Linked DNA regions of Sus scrofa: regions 1 and 3 are each linked to region 2. The links are chromatin contacts, called in public HiChIP or PLAC-seq maps. All regions are on one chromosome and are shown on one strand. Each heading gives the region's core, a stretch centred on a gene start, on an enhancer-like site or on the middle of the called end of the contact. The rest is flanking DNA. Distances are from core to core; before and after follow the strand shown.

The links. HiChIP or PLAC-seq counts read pairs in DNA pulled down with a chosen protein or histone mark.
Region 1: a contact with region 2 is called in an H3K27ac HiChIP or PLAC-seq map of skeletal muscle, with 5 times the contacts expected there. The contact joins the promoter of ATXN7L2 here to the promoter of CELSR2 in region 2. A contact is called at or near these places in 3 of 5 promoter capture datasets (fetal skeletal muscle and liver) and 2 of 2 datasets of contacts at active chromatin or transcription factors (alveolar macrophages and skeletal muscle).
Region 3: a contact with region 2 is called in an H3K27ac HiChIP or PLAC-seq map of alveolar macrophages. The contact joins the promoter of PSMA5 here to the promoter of CELSR2 in region 2. A contact is called at or near these places in 1 of 47 Hi-C or Micro-C datasets (blood) and 1 of 2 datasets of contacts at active chromatin or transcription factors (alveolar macrophages).

Annotation. Positions count from the first base shown.
Region 1 is chr4:110,643,949-110,647,543 of Sscrofa11.1, forward strand. It overlaps ATXN7L2 (ataxin-7-like protein 2), which reads right to left and starts at 2,133. Exons shown (of 11, transcript XM_021090075.1): 1 at 1,943-2,133; 2 at 1-45. The coding sequence starts at 2,069.
Region 2 is chr4:110,843,524-110,846,875 of Sscrofa11.1, forward strand. CELSR2 (cadherin EGF LAG seven-pass G-type receptor 2) reads right to left here and starts at 1,831. Exons shown (of 35, transcript XM_021090085.1): 1 at 1-1,831. The coding sequence starts at 1,410.
Region 3 is chr4:110,693,367-110,696,763 of Sscrofa11.1, forward strand. It overlaps PSMA5 (proteasome subunit alpha 5), which reads left to right and starts at 2,063. Exons shown (of 9, transcript NM_001144901.1): 1 at 2,063-2,203. The coding sequence starts at 2,175. LOC102167065 (a long non-coding RNA gene) reads right to left here and starts at 1,973. Exons shown (of 2, transcript XR_303194.3): 1 at 1,524-1,973.

The DNA.
Region 1 (3,595 bases), core at 883-3,382, 200 kb before region 2:
CATCCAACTTCTTCATGTTTTTGTTGCTCTCCTCCAACTCAGCCCCTGGAGGAGAAACACAGCTCAGAAGGACCACTCTCATCCCAGAAACCCCATCTCCAACCTGTCCAGGGTCTGCCGCTAAGCAGGAGGAAGCGCAGACTTCTTGGCAAGCACCTGGCGCTCAGGACCATTAAAGAACTTTTCAGTAGATCTTTCTCAAGTGCCCATCGTTCCTTCACCAGCTACCTCTGGAATGAGCCGGCCCCATCAGGAGGGATCCAGATAACTTTCTTATGGTTCCTTTGCTCCAAAGTGCAGTTCAGGATTCCACTGCTGACTAGTTGGGTGACTACAGGTAATGTATCGCTTTTCTGGGCTTACTTCCTCACTTAAATAGGAAACAGTCCTTAATATATTTTACTACAGATCCCCAAGTCTCTTCTTGAGATGTCTCAGGTGGGTCCTTTCTGCTTTTCTGTGGAATCCCAAACACATACTCTCCCAGGTCCCCATCCCCAATTCTGTTCCACCTGGGTGGCTATGACACTGTCAAAGTTACACCCAGCTTCTCAGGTCCTGTGTTGAGAGGATGGCCACAGAGCAGAGAAACTGCTGTCTTGGGTGTTTGGACATCTTCAAAGTCCCCCTGGTCATCCACACAAGCCCTTTTCCTCTTTGGGGGGGGGTGGGCAAGGGTTGCCCTTGTACCTCAGTTTTTGTTGATGACAAAACATCTTAGCTGTGCAAAGCAGCTCTCTCCCCATCCCCCTGCCTTACTTCTCTCCCCTTCCTCCTCTACGCCCCCTCCCTGTCCCTTGGAAAAAAAAAATCAATTCTGAGTCACCAAACCCGTCTGATTCCATTTCCGGTTCTCATTGCACCCAGACCCTGACAATGGCCCCATCCTTGCCCACCCAGCATGGGGCAGTTCTGAGGTGGCCTGGGCTTCCACTTAGGTCTGCTTCTGACACCTACTAATAGACTTGCCCCTTTCTAGAATGAGAAGAACACTGACAGTCTTATATAATCTCCAGCTATGAGGGGCGGTGGGTTAGGCATGCAAGAACCGAGGGCCAGCTCCCACCCTTAAGTTGGTTAAAATGCAGCGATGGACAGAACTGAGCTGGGAGTTGGATGTCTCAGAGGAGAACAAGTGTCATCAGAGACCGCTCCATGTGGTCTCCTCCTTCACCTCTTCTCACTTGTAAACTTCTTCAGGGGCGTGATGCCTGCTGTCACCCTAAAGGCCACGAGGCCAGATGCCCCCTGGGGTCCAGGAGACAAAGATCAGGAGAAGGGGCTGTCAGGCCGCTCACCAAAAGCACTCGGGGGCCTAGAGAAGGTGAGGGTCAGGAGAGAGAGCCTGGGAGGCAGGGTGAGAGGCCCGGGAAAGGATGGAGGGCTGGAGGCATGGATGGATGGACAGAAGGAGGGAGGAAGGGAGGATGGATAAATGGATGGACCAACGAACTAATGCGGAGGAGGGGGGGTCCGGTGGCACTGCAGCCAGCAGGCAAATGCCAAAAAGGAGCAGGAGGTGTGGGGCAGAAGGCGAAGAAACAAGGGGGACTGGGAGGGGGGCACAGAAGTGGGGTGCGTGGGAAACACGTGGAGAGGACTGCTGCAGATAGGGAAAGCTCGAGGCAGGTGCAGGAGAGGCGGAAGCTGGAGGATAGCAAGCAAGGAGAAACATAAAGGCAAGCAGATGTGGGGGCAGGTATTGGGCAACGGCAGAGGCAGAGGTGGGCAGGGTGGGCTGCTGGCGGAGAGTCGGCACTAGGACCCGGAGGCGCGAAGGTGGCGGAGCAGGCGGGCACTAGGACCCGGCGGGTCCTTTGTTTGGGGGGCCGGGGAGCCGGACGGCGGCTCCCGTCGGCGGCTCCCCTCTGCTGGCGGGGGCCCGGAGGGGGGGAGGGGAGACAGTGATGGGGTCCTTGGACTCTAGGGGAGCTTCACTCACCGTCGGCCGCAGGCAGCTCGGCCCGCTCCACCCACGAGCTCCAGCTCTGTCCCGCGAAGTCATCGAGACTCGGCACCCGCCGCTCCAGAGCGGCCATTGCTGCCGCCGCGCGTTCACGCACCGCCATCACCGCCGCGGACGCGCGCCCGCCCCGGCGCCGCCGCCGCGCGGCCCCCTCCCCCCATCCTCGCCGCGGGCACGCCTCTCCTCTCCTGCCCACCTTTTCAGCTCACTCTTTGCGCAAGCGCAGCACTGGACGCCTTCACTTCACTCTCCCTCTTGAGTAGCCTTCTGGGAAATGTAGTCTTAGAGGTGGTGCATTTGCCTACGGAGCTCGCAGCAAGAGCCCCTCGAAATGCACAATTGCAGGAGAGGGGGGTAAAGAGACCAAAGCCCCAGGACCTCTGCTCCTAACCCTTGTGCACACATCCTTTGTGCTACCAGCTCATTATCCCAAGCTCACTGCTCACAAACCTCAGTCTCAAACCTCTCTCTGCCCAAGACGCCCCTTTAAGCTGTGCTTCCGCCAGCTGGCTGGCGCCCCTTCCTGGGCTGGCGGCCACGAAGCGACTTCGCTTCCCTGTAGATCGAATAGGGTAGGTGCAGTGAGGTGGGCGCTGTGAATCCGAAGGGCAAAGGGAGGGGGTCTGTAGGATGTGCTGAAGGACACAAGGGTTGGAGTGGGGGAGGGTCATCAACTCTCGTGTTGTGCCTCCTGTGTGGGAAACCCACGCTGCCCTGATGCAGAGCAGAGGATTGGAGTGGCGTTGTCTAGGTTTGGGAGGACTTAGCTGAGCTAACCAAGATTACCTGTCAGGATGACAGAAAGCTATCTCCGAGCCCGAGCCAGCCCCGGAACTGGGGTGGCCCCGAGGCTGCTGGTGTTTGCAGCATCTCTGCTGATCCGTCTCTCTCCTCCCGAGAACTGCGATCAATACCCTGTGCTGCCTCTTCCCAAACCCTGGCTGGACCCTGGCTTCATCCATCAATTTGGCTTCTTTTTCTAACGAATATTTTCTCTGCTGGAAGGGTTGCTACCAGAGCCTCGGCATAGGGTGATTTCTCATCAGATCTGTCATTTTCCTTGCTAAGGCCTGGGAAAACCTTAATCATCCACCTCTTTCTTCTTCTCAGCTGATAACATTCCTTCCCACCTTCACACAATCAAGAGACAAAAGCCCACCCCCCAACACCATCACATCAGAAAAGAGAGAACTGATTCTCTTTTCCCTCCTCAACAACTTACACTTCACCCTGTATTCATTATTTCATCTATGGGGAAAACAAATTGGAGTCGAATAAGTCAAGGTCTGTGATGTCAAGACCTCGGACTTTCTTCTCATATTCACCCAGGGAAAGTTAAGTACTTCAATATAATCTCCGAGGGCAGAGATTCTTAACCTGAGAACCACAGATGATTCCCAAAAGGTCCGGGAACCTGGTGACATTGAATGTAATATTGTGCCTAAGTGTATTTTTCTAGGGGATGTAAAGGTAGCATGTGACTGACTGTTGGAAGGGGAAAGAGGTGCAAGTTTGTTCGGCAAAGCACGTAGCTCTCATCTCCTGACAGGAAGCCTGTCTAGGTCACAGATGGTAGGAGAGCAAATGGAAACAGCATTGTGGAAGCTACTATCTCGCGCCTTTTGAGTT
Region 2 (3,352 bases), core at 581-3,080:
GTATTCCTTGGTTGTCTCATAGTCAAGAGGGCTCACCACATCCAGAGCGCCAGTCTGGGCATCTAAGTAAAACTGTCCCCGAGCATTGCCACTCATGATGCTGTAGTGCACCAGGGCATTGCTGCCCTTGTCTCTATCCGAGGCTGTGACCCGAAGTACCAGGGCTCCTGGGGTCACGTCCTCCCATACCTGGACCACATAGCGCTTCTCACTGAACTGGGGGGCATTGTCATTATCATCCTCCACAGACAGGAAAACAGCAGCTGTGGCACTCCGTGGACCAGGGTCCCGACCCTGGTCACTTGCTTCCACTGTCAACTGGTAGGATTCCACCTCTTCCCGATCCACTGGGCCTCGGGTTCGGATCACCCCAGAGCGAGGGTCAATCTCAAAGACTTCAGAGGGCCCGCCCCCAGGGCCCTCCAGCAAGCGGTACAGAATATTGGCATTGGGAGGGGCATCACCATCTGTGGCTCTGACAGTGAGAACCTCATAGCCAACCTCCAGGTTCTCCCTGAGGCTCTCCTTATACTCCAGCTGCTCAAAAACTGGGTCATGATCATTGGTGTCAGTCACCAGGATGGTGAGCGTGGCCAGGGCACTGCGTCGGGGCATGCCGTGATCCTGTGCCGTGACCCTGAAGACATGGGTGCTCTTGGTCTCACGATCCAGCTCCTCGACTGTGGTTACTGCACCGGTGACTGGGTCCAGGGAGAAGAAATGGTTGGAGCGGCTATCGAAGAGGGCATCCATAGTGTACTCAAGCCGACCTGCCTCACCCTCATCCGGGTCGATGGCCCGCAGAGATGCCACAGGAGTACCTGCTGGCTGATTCTCGGGCACTGTGGCCTGGTAGCTGGGGGGCTGGAACTGGGGGGCTGTATTCACATTCCTTTTCCGACGCCCACCCATGGACTCTTCTGCCGAGCTGTCCCCTGCCCTGAACCCTGGAGTCTGCACTAGCTTACAAGACTGGCATCTCAGCCGCGGGGCCTTTAAACACAGGTGCTCATGAGGCAGGGTGAGCTTGCCCTGTGAGGAAAGGTGGCCTCCAATGCCCAGAAGACGACAGCTCCAGGGGCAGCCTTCCCGGGCTGGCGGCAGGGGGATGTGGGCCCCAGATTCTGGACACCAGACCCTCAGGCCATCGTGGTGGGGCACCAGATGGCCAGTCAGTTCGGTCCCCGCATCCCTGCAGCGGCTGGTGTAGAGCCAGAGGTTCGAGGATGAGTCTGGACAGAGCCAGCCCACGGGGGCGCAAGCCCCCGAGGAGCCGCGTCCCCCGGGCCCCAGGGAACGACAGGGCCCCACTTGGTCTCCCAGCAGTGGCCGCAGCAGCAGCAGCAGCAGCAGTAGCAGCAGCGGCGGCAGCGGCGTTGGAAGGGGGGCGCGGGCCGCCGGGCTCCGCATCTCTCCCACTTCCCGGCCGGCCGGGTCAACGGCGGCGGCGGCTCCTCCTCCCGCTCCTGCCGGCCCCGCCGCGCCTCATGCCCAGGCCGGGGCGCCAGTCCCCGGGGTCCACTCGTGCGCCCCGCAGGGCCTGCTCCTTAATGCCTCAACAGGGCCTGGCGCTGCGCGCTCCCACGCGCCCCGGCTCCCACCGTTCCCCGAGCCGGGCCCGCGACCCGGGTCACCCCGACCACCACCGGCTGGCGCGGCGCCTCTACTTGCACACCCGGCTCTCTCCACCTGCGCCCGCGGGCCCCGCGCCCTTGGCCCTGCCGGTCCCCCGGTCCTTGGAGTGCCCCTCGCCCCCGCGGGATAGCCCACCTGCGCCCGCGGAGCTTTGCACCCGGACCCTGGCCGGGACCCGGCCGCCCCTGACGGCCCCGCGCCGCCCGCTCGTGCCCCGCGTCCCCGCCGGCGCTGCCGCTGCTGTCGCCGCGGCCCCGGGCCCAGCCCCACGCTCCCTCGCCTTCCAGGCTGGCGGGCGGGCGAGCTCTGCAGAGCGGTGGCGGCGGCGGCGGCGGCTCATTACCATAGACCTGCTCGCGCCGCCGCCGCCTTAAAGTGGCGATGCCAGCCGCACCAAAGGAGGTGGGCCCCGCCCAGCTTCCTCCTCCGCAAGAGTCTCTAGAATTCCCGCAGTCCAGACGCCCCTGCCCCTAACGAACCGCACCCCAGGCCTGCCCCTGGGCCGATGCCAGATCCCTACAATAGTCTAGAGAGAAATTAATCAGAAGCCAGACAGCAATGATAATAATGGTGGCAGTAACCCCTAAGTATGCTTAGGGGTTTTCAAAATATTTTGAAGGGCTCTCAGACCGTGTGTCCACCTCACACCGCTCAGAAAGGCTGGATGTTGCTAGCTGCTGAGAAGAGCCCTTGTGGCTGTCCCCTCCACAGCTCTCGGGTCAGACTGAGCTAAAATGGCCCTGCTCAATAGTATAAAGTCTCCCCCACCGCCCAGAGAAACACTCTGTTTCCCTGGGAACACACAGAAAGGTCCTGAGCCCCTCTCCCCAACCTCCACCCCTACCCTGACCCGGACCCCTACCCCTACCCCTACCCCTCGCCTTGGCAAAGCTGTGATCTAATCAGGCTGCCCCCCTTGGGGTCCAGCTGCAGAATGCAGTGCAGAATGATGACCCCAGCCTCAATTCCGAGGCCACCTGGGCTTTTCTGGGGGAGGTAAGCCAGGAGTGTCAGAGCCAAAGCCAGCTGGTATAAACACACTTAGCTGCTTCTGAGGCCTAGAGAGGGTGAAACTTGTACAGGTCATGAGGCTGTGCTAGGGGTGGAGCCAAGTTTTAACACAGGTTCCCCAGTCCTAGACTGCTCCATCAGGGCCTCTTGTCTGAATAGATGCCCTCTTGCCAGCTCCGTCCTTCCCCGGACGGACGGGGAACTGTGGGAGCCAACCATGGGAGCAGCACAAGGCTGAGGCTGGTGGTGAGAGGGCTGGCCTAGGGAGGAGGCCAGGGCTTTTCTCCTCCAAGCCCACCACCCTCTAGCTTTGGGACACCTTGGTCAAATGCTTGTGCCTCAGTTTCTTTTAGTAAAATGAGGGGATTGAAAAGCTCCAGAATTTCTTTTCTTCTTTTTTCTTTTTTTTTGTCTTTTTGCCTTTTCTAGGGCCACTCCCGTGGCATATGGAGGTTCCCAGGGCTAGGGGTTGAATTGGAGCTGTTGCTGCTGGCCTACACCACAGCCACAGCAACGCCAGATCCGAGCCACATCTGCGACCTACACCACAGCTCACGGCAATGCTGGATCCTTAACCCACTGAGCAAGGCCAGGGATAGAACTCACAACCTCATGATTCCTAGTAGGATTCATTTCCACTGCGCTAAGATGGGAACTCCCAGAATTTCAAAAACATATTTAGCAGTAGAATTCTTTATTTCAAGTG
Region 3 (3,397 bases), core at 813-3,312, 150 kb before region 2:
ACTATTCTGCCACACTTTATTTTGCTCCAGGACACATGTGCCTCGCTCTCCAAGAAGCTTACATACTTTTCTCAGTTTCTGAGTCTAGCTCCTTCTCTTATGATTTACCATATTTCTTTTCTTTCTGTCTTCGATGGCTCCTTTATTATTTTTTTTTTTTTGTTCAGAGGAACATCTGGTTCAATTTTTAAAGAAACAATTATTTATTGAATGGAATTGATTATGGGCAAGAAACTATACTAGGTGCTGGATTTTTATGCCATAATGATCCACTTTTTTGGGAGAAAACAAGATTTCTCTTCTTAGCCACAATCAGAGCTACCTGTGGCTTCCTTTCTCCAGGTAACACATTTACCTGAAGAAGTCTACATTCAAGTAATTTTGTGAGACATTCACCACCATATCTGATACTAGTATGGGCTGCAGAGCACCTTGCACCCCTGGATGTTCAGGAAATATTATTAAGCTCGAGTACCTATACAGGTATATAGGTAATGTTTATGTAGGTATATATAGAGTTCCTACATAGTAATTTCTTTCTTTTTTTTAAAATTTTTTTTATTTTTTTGCTTCTTAGGGCTGCACCCAAGGCATATGGAGGTTCCCAGGCCAGGGGCGAATTGGAGCTGTAGTGGCTGACCTACACTACAGCCACAGCAATGCAGGATCCAAGCCATGTCTGCAACCTATACCACAGCTCACAGCAACGCCAGATCCCCGACCCACTGAGCAAGGCCAAGGGTTGAACCTGCGTCCTCATGGATGCTCGTCAGATTCATTAACCCCTAAGCTAGGACGGGAACTCCCCAGTAATTTCAAAAGAACTTCAAAAGAGCAAGCATAGTGAACTTAACTAACATTTTTCAATAGTAAGGCCACATGAGCTAACCAGAAACCTAAAGGATATAATTCTTTTCTCAGAAATCTAACAGATCCTTGAGGATTGCCACTTGGAGTGTCTCCTCAGTTTTATCAGGGTCAAACTTCTTTTGGCTAGGGAACCACAAAATGAAATTCCTGGTGAACTCAAGAATGTAGCAAATAAAACGATGGGAAAAATAAATATCAATATCCAAAATGTCTTATTTCTACATTTCCTCTACCACTGAAATGCCTTGGTCATTTACAAACCTAATCTAGGGCCAAGTTATGAACTTCGCTTGAGAGAGACAGGCCTGGAGAGGTTGAGGCCTTGCCTAGTGGTGTCTCATTACCGGAAACAGAACGCTGGCGTTTCTCTTTTAGTCATAAACTGCCCACTAAATGACTTCCTAACTGGCTTTCCTGAGCAAATAACTCATTCGTTCATAGCTATGAAGCTATGAAGTTGCTTTTCTACCCTTAGGGAAGGGAAGCAAGAAACACACAAAAAGATGGCATTGCCAGCTAATTCTTCATGAATAATAGAAAAAGGCAGTGAACAATTTGAAGCCAGGATTCAGAGTTCTGGGTCACCAAGTCGAAAACCTGTACAGGGGGCAGGGGTTGGGGAGAGGAATGGAAGGAAATGCTGGGAAAATTACCTTGATGGTGCGGTGCGTAAGCTTGAAGGGTTTCCTAATGACTAAACCTCACTAACTTTTCTCAACAAACGAGCCCGAATGCACCGTAGCGCACCCCATCACCTCTCACGTCGAGCCCTGGAGGAAATCCGCGCCGGAGCGGGACGAGCCAGGGATCTTGCGAAACGCCGGGAGGGTAGAGGGCGAAGAGAGACTGGGACCCATGTGCTCTGGCGGGGATTGCGGGAGTCGGCGAGGAGTCTATCCAGCCAAGGGTTCAGTCAGCTCAACTTTCTATACAAGTTCTCCCAGTTGCCAACCTTGGGACGTGGTCACACATTCTCGAAAAAGCGAACTCTCAGCACCTGCCTTCAGCTCCGAGCGCCCCTAGCAACCACTCGCGATTTAAAGCGGAAGAGCGACCTTTGCCCAGCTCGCCCAGGACCAACCGAGGCCTGGCGGGGGAGCGCGTTAGTCCAATCACCTCGGCGGGAACTCCGACCAACCAATAGGAGGCTGACGCAGGAGGGCGGGCTTAAGGGGTCGCCGGCGCACGCGCAGTTGGGAGCGGGACCTCAGTGGTGTGGCGGTGTGGGTGATCTGGGTGCCGGTGGACTCGTGTTGGCCCTTAGAATCCCCGCGTAGCCGCTGTCGCTTTGTCCTGCCGTTACCATGTTTCTTACCCGGTCTGAGTACGACAGGTCTGTGTGGTTGTGGGACGTCGGATCGGGGTTACGGGTGGGCGGGCCCAGGGCCCGGTCTGGGCTTGGGTTCTGCCGTGTCATGGGGGCTCCCCAGGAACCCAAGTCTGGCGGGGCCTGAGGATCTCTTGGCCTCCCCAGCCTCTCGCTGTGATTCTCGAGGCTAAACTTGCGGTTTTGGGCCGCGCATGTCCTACCGCTGAGTCACTGCTGGGTCCTGAGTCGGCACGGAAGCGAGAAACTCCGCTTTGTTCTTGGGGAAAGAAGGCTTGAGGGGCCGTGACTCCGACCTTTAACCCGGGGAAGAACAGGAGTCACCCTACTTCCGTCCATCTTTTCGTGCTGAGCGGGACTGCCTTTTTAAAATGTAAATGTGCTGCCTGGAAGAAAAACAGTTAGAGATCACTTAATGGGTTTGTTAGTTTCAGCTTCTTTTTCCTTCTAGGAGGACCACCTCGTTTCCTGTTTCTTGGTAGTGGGAATAGAGCAGCCATTCCTTTGATCGAGGTGTAGAAGGGCGTGCTGTGTTGTGTAGTTTCTGCAAAAGCGCGAAGACAGTCTCAACTTTGCCCAGATGTGATGTCAGGATTCTCATTTTATGGGAACTGGTATTTAGAATGATTCTTAAGAGTTTTGTCACCGTGCTGATTCAGCTAGCCCTAGGCTTTTCTGACTGGTTGAACAGTGTAGCGAGTTACTTTAAGTGTATGTTGAGACCAAATCAGTTTTTGAAACCAAAACTATGAGATTGTTGTATTTATTTTAAAAAAGCCTTTCAGAGCTTAGAAATGTTAAGTAATATTAACTTGTACATACTTATGCCTACAGCATACTTTTTAACTTTCAGTTTCTGTTTTGGTCAGTTAAGTTTCAGGTAGCTATTAAGCTTTTTTGAATTTTAAAGCCAGGAAAAGCAGATGTTTTCTTTATACTACATGGCTTGAGAAGCTGCATTTCTTTTCAAGTATATATTGAATCTATCAAAAGTTTTATCATGGAGTTCCCTGGTGGCTCAGCGAGCTAAGGACCCAGCGTTGTTAATACTGTGGCCCTGGCTACTGCTGTGGTGTGGGTTTGATCCCTGGCGTGATAACTTCCATATGTCAGGGTTGGGGGGGTGGGAGTGGTGGTTATCACTTAAAACTACCACTTTTCAAAAATCTTTTTACTGACTCATAGAAGATATATGTGAAG